Regions from separate parts of the Rattus norvegicus genome. Here region 2 is linked to region 1. Evidence: chromatin contacts called from public Hi-C data. All regions are on one chromosome and are shown on one strand. The core of a region is the stretch at or near the end of the contact, and the rest is flanking DNA. Distances in the headings are between cores, read along the strand shown.

The links. Hi-C and Micro-C count contacts between places; a contact is called where the count stands out from the background.
Region 2: a Hi-C map of kidney shows a contact between it and region 1, with 3 times the contacts expected there. The contact joins the promoter of Arhgef9 here to the promoter of Spin4 in region 1. A contact is called at or near these places in 6 of 12 Hi-C or Micro-C datasets (the A7r5 cell line, Schwann cells, frontal cortex and 2 more) and 1 of 1 datasets of contacts at active chromatin or transcription factors (oligodendrocytes).

Annotation. Positions count from the first base shown.
Region 1 is chrX:63,900,056-63,904,421 of GRCr8, forward strand. Spin4 (spindlin family, member 4) reads right to left here and starts at 2,372. Exons shown (of 1, transcript NM_001401117.1): 1 at 1-2,372. The coding sequence starts at 1,885. The coding sequence ends at 1,136.
Region 2 is chrX:64,056,892-64,061,257 of GRCr8, forward strand. Arhgef9 (Cdc42 guanine nucleotide exchange factor 9) reads right to left here and starts at 2,515. Exons shown (of 10, transcript NM_001393743.1): 1 at 1,693-2,515.

The DNA of each region.
Region 1 (4,366 bases), core at 1,122-3,621:
AAAGTCATTTCTACAGTAGAATATTTAATGCAAAAATATTTAGAATTGAATCTCTATGCATTAGTATGCAAAATTGAATTTCAGGTAGATAGAAAATTTAAATATAATTAAGATTATAAGAGAAAAACAAAGTGAATATTGGTTTGATTGAGGTTAGGGACACCTGCCTGAAAAAGAAAAGAAACTAAAACTTTATAAAAAGACATAGATGTTTAAAAATTATAAAATTAAGGTTTTTAAAGTTGTAAAGTGAACAATAAAGTCAAGATTAAAAACAATGTAAAATTCATTAACACATGAAATAAAAAAGTTTAAATGCACTTTCGTACTAGAGATTCCTACAAGTTTACATGGAAAATATCAACTGAATATATAAAAGAACAAAGGATAGGAATTAGCAAATCAAAAAAGAGAAAAAAATCTCACTGAGTCAGGTAAACATCAAAAAGAATGTAATCAGGAAAATCATGGAACTTTCTGTCAACATTAAAGACCAGTGGATGGCAACCTTGCAATATTTCTTAAAACTAGTCTATGCCTACATAACACTTCTACAGAAATGAGAGCACCTTAATACAATAAAACATCATTATGAGTAAAAAGGGAAATAAATGACCGCCAACACCAGAATGGATACTTTTCGGCACATCTATGTTTACTGTGAACAGTGGTGAGAGGAAGCGTGAGAGTGAAGGACAGAGACTGACTGTGCCATTTATCAAAAACTGTATCATCTGGTAGGTCAGTTCTGCAAAAACTACATCAAAGTTTCTGCTAGAGAGCAGGAAAAACATCCTAAGAAAAATGCCAAATTCTCAAACTAATTAACTGGAAGAATTAAAAGGGGGGAGGGGAGCAGAAGACACGTTGCAGAGTTTATCTTCTTTTGAGTCGTTTCGGTGAATCCAAACACTTTTTCCCCCTCTTAGCAACCACTTTAAATTTTCAATTACAAAACAAATAAAGAACCAAAGTACCAACATATGCTTGAGTCAGAACTGGGAAATAGTCAATATAAGATATGGAGGCACAATACGATTTAGCCACTGTCCGGAACTTTTGACCTAGAAATTGTCCCCAGAAAAACCTAATTTTGAGAACATAAAATATTTTACCTCTAAAGAGGTCTATAAATTTAGGGGGTTTTCACCAAGCCATAGACATAAATGTGAATATCATCATCAAACTTGATGAAGTAGACAGATGGCTTGGCTACCACCTGATGAATAAAAATTCCAGTTCTCTTGGATCCGTCGTCTTTGGCGTGTTCCACCTGCTTGCCCACGAGACTGTCGAGCACCTCTCCAGGCTCCTGTTCTGCTGTAGGGAAGTAGTAGTTGGAATCTGGAATGATACGCAGGTCACCATCTTTGTAGTCGTCCAGCAGGGTGTACATATAGAGGACCGGATCTTTCTCGTAGGTGATGTAAAACCAAGTATCCATTATGGGGGCTCGCGCCAGCACCATCCCCTTCCACTCATCTTTCTTTCCATGCTCACCTTCGAACACATGCCCCACTGCCTTCCCAACCAGGGAATCAGCCAGGCGAGAGTCGATGCGCGGAGAAGGAACTCTCTCAGGAAGAATTTCCAGCGCTAAAACTCTCTTATCTCTGTGCAGTTCTAGTCCGTACACACTGTCTTTGCCGTCATATTTGATGATATACAGAGTGGGCTTCACGGAAACCTGCTCGAGCACAGTTCCCTTCCACTGCTCCACTGGCTCATTGCCTTCTTTCCAGCCGTGTTGAATGCGGCAGCCCACGATGTTCCTATGAGTGAGGAAAGTGGGCTTACGGCGCTGCTTCTTGTGAGTGTGCCTTTTCTTCATCAGGTACGCGGACACACCATCTACCCCAGTAGGAGGCACGGTCGGAGGAGACATGGCTCAGATCTTCTGTGGCCGAAGTAAAGCTGCCCTTCGCTTAACAAGCTGACTAACAGTCAGCAGTGTTCAATGGCAGATATTTTTCACGATCTGAGAGACTGTATCAGTCCTCTTTTCAGATTTTGTCAGAAGCGAGCTAACTGACTGGGAACTGAGACAGAGAGTGCCTCTCACTAGTGCTTTTCTCCTCCTTCAGGGAGGGGTGACTGCAATAGTGATGGCTAGAGAGAGATGGCGGGCTCCCGGGTTCGTTCTGTCCGCCCCTGGCGCCTTCCCGGACTCCCAAGCCCACGTCCCAGCCAGAATCCGCCACTTAGCTGTTGTCAACGCTGCTGCGGTCGCAGAACGGCACCAGAGAAGAAGTCGACAGTTAACGTGGACCGGAGATAACAGGGATGTTGGCGGCAACGAAAGTGCAGGCAGTAGCACGTCTTCCAGCAGTTTGCGCTTTGCGCGGCCTGCTCTTGGCAGCGCTTGTCAGCTTGGCCAATCTGCGAAACCGGGATTTTTGTTGCTTAGGGAATCCTCCTCCTCTGAGCCCGCCCTCTCCTTTCCTCCACCCCTCCCGCTTCCGTCCTGCCTTCCGCTCCTGGGGCAGCCACACTGACACAGGCGCTCTCCTTTACTCCCGTGGCCCCCAACCGGTTCATTCCCACCAGAACCAGACAGCACAGCTCCCCTCCTCCCCTGCAGGCTGTCTGCTGCCCAACTGCATACTTCACTGAGGCTCCATCTGCTTTCTATCTTCCAGGAATTCCTCACAAGCAGAAAAAGAAAAGAGGAAAAGAAAGAAAAAAAATACGTGGGGTGGGAGAAATTGTATAAACAAATCTACGATTTCGTTCTTTTTTTAAGGAATTTGAAATGGGACTGGGGAAAGACCATGCACAATCCACCATGTTAACTTAAACTCTCCTTTCTACTTTCTACCTGATCATTCATCATAACGATTTTTTAGTATGTTTTTCGAAGTGTAAGGGAAATATGCTGGTATTTGTTTTTCTAAAACTGAGTGAAATAAAAACACAACAAAAGTAACTTTAGTCGTACATACTAGGCAAAAATCAAAATGTTTATTAAGCTGATTCCTTATTAATATATCTGTTCTATAATCTTATACATTTGAGAGCATATTCTATAATTTTATTGCTTACTTTGTCATTTATATCACAAGTAGTTTCTGTTGTTATTAAATACTCTGGAAACAAGATTTTTTTTTCATATTTTGAGACAGGGTTTCTCTGTGTAGCCCTGACAGTCTTGGAACTCTATATACCAGGGTGGCCTCGAACTCAGAGATCGGCCTCTCTCTCTCTGCCTCCCAAGTACTGGGATTAAAAGCAAGCGCCACCATGTCAGGCCGGAAACACAATTTTTAATGGTTCCATATGAGAACATAAAAAAGACAGCACTCATCTCAAAATAAATTAAAAAGTGGTTTATTCTGGAATCAAAGATAAGTGACCAGGTCCAAGGTCCACAACTTTAGGTTACCCCAAGTTCTATGTTGCAATGTGGTAACAGACTCCTGGGGTTTTGTTGGTGTTGTTGTTGCTGCTGTTTATTATTAACTTGTGTGCGCGTGACATGTGCGCAGAGGGGGAAAAGTGGAAATCAGAAGATAACATTGTGTAGTTACTTCTTTCCTTCCACCTTCCTTTACTTGAATTCCCGTGGATTGAACCCAGGTCCCCAGACTTATGCCACAAGTTCCTTTGTAAGATAAGCCTCTTACCCAACCAGCCTCATGAAAATTTTATAGCTCCAAAACAAAGAGAACTATAAATCAGGAAACTTTTAAAAGACACTGGGGGAAGCCTTGGGTAGGCGTTAGAGCAAACAGGAGAAACTTCAGCTGTGGGCTTCAGATACTATCTAACGGCATTCCCTCCCTGCCTTTAGGTCAGGGAAAGCTGAGCATCTGCACACATTCCAAAAGAACTTACCTAATACCCGGAAGAAGGTTTAGGTCACTCGCAGAGTTGAACAATGCATCACCATTTTGGGTGGGGTAAGGGTTAAGATAGTTTAAGATAATTCAGCTCTGGAACTGCAAAAGCTGAACTCCCCCATTTACACTCACAACTTAATCAGTTAATCAACCATGTACAAAGTTCACTGTATGTGTGGCTTTTTTCCTCCCAGAGAACTTCAGTTAACCCACAAGGTTACTTTTTAATACTCCTTCAATGGCTCCTCATTTATCCTAAATGGTGTAAGGCAGAAAAGTAAATAAAGCAACTCTCTTTTTTCATATATGAATTGTTTAATTGAACTCTTCTTTGCTTTTATTTTTCTCCCTGAAATACAAAAGTTGGAGCTGTGGTTCCATTTTTTTTACATAGTATACTTTGTTCATATTTTTCCACCCCAACATTATGCTCTCTCTCTCTAAAAAAAAATCAAAATAAAGAAAAAACAAAAAGCGTACACAAAAACATGGAGTCTATTTTATGTTGGCCTGTCTTGAAGTATGAT
Region 2 (4,366 bases), core at 1,265-3,764, 160 kb after region 1:
AGAATCATACTAGATTCTCATTTCAAAGACGTTCTTGGTCCCCCCCTCCCCGTTAAGGGCCTCGCAAGGAGACCAAAGGGTGATAAATATGAAATGACTGCCAGCAAGCTTCCCAGATCTTGCTTCTATCATGGTACCAAACAAGAAAGAAAGAAAAAATTGTTCAGCTTCTCACCCACACTGAGTCAACTGGAGCATACTTTAAGGTTCAAACCCTCAACTTAGTGCCATTAAATAATGTTCTCTTGATCTATCAGGACAATTTCAAGGCCCCCTCAATAACCATTTCCAAAGAGACTGAACAAGACCTGAAAATTGACAGCATAATGCTAGCTGATTTGCACATCACACATGAGCAGCCGCCCACATGAGTATAGCTAGAAGCATGTGTGTGGGCGTGTATGTGGCATGATTCACTGCTGTATCAGCCAGAAATGGCACCGTTTCAAGTCAGGTAAGCAACGGAATGAGGAATATTTGTCTGCATCGGCGAAGAAGAGGAAGGAAATAAAACAAACAAACAAAAAAGCAAATATTATGTACACACTGGGACTAGAAATGACTTTTTACCAGCCTCGCCAAAGGGTATCTCAGCAAAAACAGAAATATAAAAACAATAAGAGTAATAACAGCAAGCATTACCATGGCTATATAATACAGACGTATCTCAAATTAGAATGCTGTGTCCAGCTCAGATTTCCCCAGCTCGCATCCCATTATGCATCTTTTTATTGTGTTCTACGTCTTAATTTAGCACATTATATACTTACAGTTACATGAGTTTCAGAGACCTCTGTTCTCAAGCAAAAAATAAGGAAATAAATCTCATCAGCACTAGCAACTTCTATTTGAAGTAGTTCACAAACACCACTGCAAATGATTTTACCCCAAAGGAGTACTACCGAACACTATTATTTCCAAACTAGAGAAAAAGCTGGATCTTGTTTTTTGGGTGAGACACAGGGGGAAAAAAATCCTCAAACTCAAACCAAGGGGTTTAATATCTGGGAAAAGGAGCTCAAACATTTTGTCAAAATCCTCTCTTGCTGATTCAAAATATAAAAGACTACTTTTTGTTCTGCTTCGTGATTGCAAAGAAAACGACACTTACTGCTTTAACAAATGTTTTAATGATGACAGCTTTCCAAATCAGAAATCGGAAACCCTGAATAACAAAATTGAAATTCAAAGGACACAGTTAATAAGTGCCAACTTAAGGCACCCCAGTGTGTCACTTCTCAGAATTTTGCCCCTCATATAAAGACTATTTTCCATAAATCCATTTCTTGCATAGGTTTTTCTTCCTCTAAACAACCAGTGCAAGACTTTCCCAGAATGCCAACAATTCATCATGCTCTTCCACAAATACCTTTCTCCAACCCCAGCCCCAAACAAACCCAAATGCATTCTGATAGCAAGAGAGAAATTTTGATTAAAATTCCGTAATGGAGTTTAACGGTAGTTTTTAGAGAATAAGTTAACAAGACATCACAAACAGCGAAGCCACCTTAACAGGACACAGCTTGCTCCATAAACGTCACATAGAGAATGCACACAAACATGCACACTTAAATAGAAAACATTTCTTTATCAACAGTTTTACTCAAGCAATAAGCAACTACACTCACAGGCATATTTAAAAGACAAGACATGACAAAAGGTTTAGGGAGAGATAATATACCAACGTCATACATATCACAGCGAGGCCATGTTGAAGCTCAAAACGTTTTCCCCCCTGAGTAAGAAAGCTTGTTCTTTCTCTCCCTCTCTTTCCCTGTCTCAGACTGTCTCTCTTGATTTTTTCCCCCTCAGAGGCTCTTGGGATGAAATCAAAGTGAGAGTTCGCAACAGCTCAGGTGGCTGGACTCCATTCAGCGCGTTCCCAAGAAAAACATGAGTATGACATTGACAAGCAGGAGGACTACAATCACGGCAAAAACGACTACAGTTTGCACATCCAGGGTCATGGTGCAATGCAGAACACTGTAGTGTTCCAGGTGGGGGGCTGGCAGATTGGGAGATGTCAATCTCTGTTCTGTCAGACTGTCCATACAGCCACCATGCTAAAAAGGAAAGGAGGAAGTCAGATGGTTAGGGAAGGTCTGGGTTTGGCCCCCGAGTTTGGTCCGGGGGAGGGAAGGGGGTTGGAGGCAGGGGCTTTTGCTTCCCTCCCCCTCTCGGGACTGAACTGATCTTTCTTCCCTAACTGAGAAATCTTAGCTTGAGCTGAAGGTAGCAGAGTCCAGCATTCTCTCTTGGGCGCCACAGAAAAATCAAAATCCTGCTTTTCAAAAGGAAAGGCAAAATGAACCTATCGGTTCTCCAGAGCCTTCTGTCTGTCCGGGCATGCGTCCGTCTGCCTAGCTGGCTACCGGTCAGTCTCAGTCTCCCCTACTCTTTCTAGTTCATCAGCTTCCTAAGACCTCTTGTCTGCTGGCTCTCCTCAAGGGATTCCAGGCTACCAGCCACTCTTCCTAGCCTTTCCTAGCTGGCCCTCTCCCTCTCCTCTCCCCACCCCCACCTCAGCCGGTAGGTTGCCTTTTTATTCACGCAGAAACTGGGGGCGCCAGCGTGAGTCTCTGACAGAGACGCTGACAAGAGAACAAGCCAATAGCAGATGCTGCAGCTGCGCATTCAGTGCCCGGAGGCGAGACTTGAGCTGGTGTGCTAGCAACGACAGCCAATCGGAGAACCCAAAGCTCACAGAGTCTGCTCTCTCCTCGGGAGCCACCAAAAGCCAGTTTTTACGTGGGGGTGAGGAACTTGTGGGGGAAGGGAGGGTAAGAGACTGAAGGACGAGGAAAAAGACTGAGAAAGAGGGGAGGAAGCAAATAGAATCGAATGAAGGGGAGCAGGCATGAGAAAGAAGGAGGCAGGCAGAGAAAGTCTATGGAAAGGAGAAACAGAAGGAAAGATGGGATGGAATGAAAGAAGAAATCGAGGATATAGTGAAGAAAGAGAAGGGTGGGGGAAAGGCAGGATAAAGAAGAGAGAGAAAGGAGAAGGAATAGAAAAAGCGGGTAGGTAGGTTGGTAAGTAGAAACGAAGCATATAACTTTGCAGCCCCTCTGGTCTGTAGGAAGCAAATGTGTCTTTGGCCACTGCCTAAAACTAAATTGCAGGTCAGCAATAAAATCTCACAAATCAGTGCTGTGGACACAACCACAGGGGCACCAACTTATTCACAATCCAGTTCTACTTGCTTTTCTCTGCTGTTGTTGCCTGTCCTTCTCTGATTATGATTTCTTCACACTACAGTTAACATGCACTGTCCCAGCCCGCTGAGTATGAAGAAAGAAAGCCAACTATGGGTTAAAAAGTTGCCGGATATAAACTTTCAAAGAACTTGCAATCTACTTGTAATCATTGCTTTGTTCAGTGTTTATAGCTTTGAGTCGATACTTAAAGGGAACATGTCTTGAACTAGAGACCTAGTTAGCCAGAGATATAACAACTGAATTTTGGAACTGTGAGCAAGTGGAATGGGAATTGTTTGCTATTCTCTAGAAGTCTTAGAAGGGTTCAAAATTTCTCCTATTTCTTTTTGGCTGTGCAACTTTCAGGCAACTTCTCCGAGCTTCCTTCCATCTCCCTTCTGTTGTATAAGGACTTAAGCTTCTCAGAGAATAAAGTGAAATCCCAGAAGTCCAACTTCAGAAATATACATGTAATTTCTACAACTGCCTGGGCCCTCAAGAAAGAAGGACTCCCTTATATAGATAACTTCTCAGACCCTCTCCTGTTCTTAGGTTCCTATAACCTTAGGAGCCACAGATAGCTGACAGCAGAAAGAAGAGACTGGATTAGCCAGAGATATAACAAACTGAATTTTGGAACTGTGAGCATACTGTGGACTCTTAAGTGGAATGGGAATTGTTTGCTATTCTCTAGAAGTCTTTGAGTCTCAGACAGTCATTATCTTAATTAAATTATTAGAAATTCTGAATGAGTACAGGTCATAAAAAAATAGTCTCAAGCCCTCCGGGATAGAATAAACTCCAAATGAGACCACACTTTACACATTTTGGTCCATAGAGCAATCATTTGTGAATGATTCTTGACAAAACTACAAAAAACGCTTGAATCAGATCAATCTTTTAGATCTAATTATCAATTACCAAACACACAGTGGACCAAAGAAGGAGGTTTCTGCAGTACAGGGATTCTAATTATAAAATGTACACCATGAAAGGCTACAAGATCAATAATCCAGTTTCTCACAAATAAATTGATCTCTTCACAAATAGCTCAGTTGACTGAGGTGGAATTTGAACACACAGAAATAGATGCACATTTGTGATATATGAAATAACTGGAAATCTGAGCACAAACAAAATACCTAATGATACTGAAGAATACCATTAAA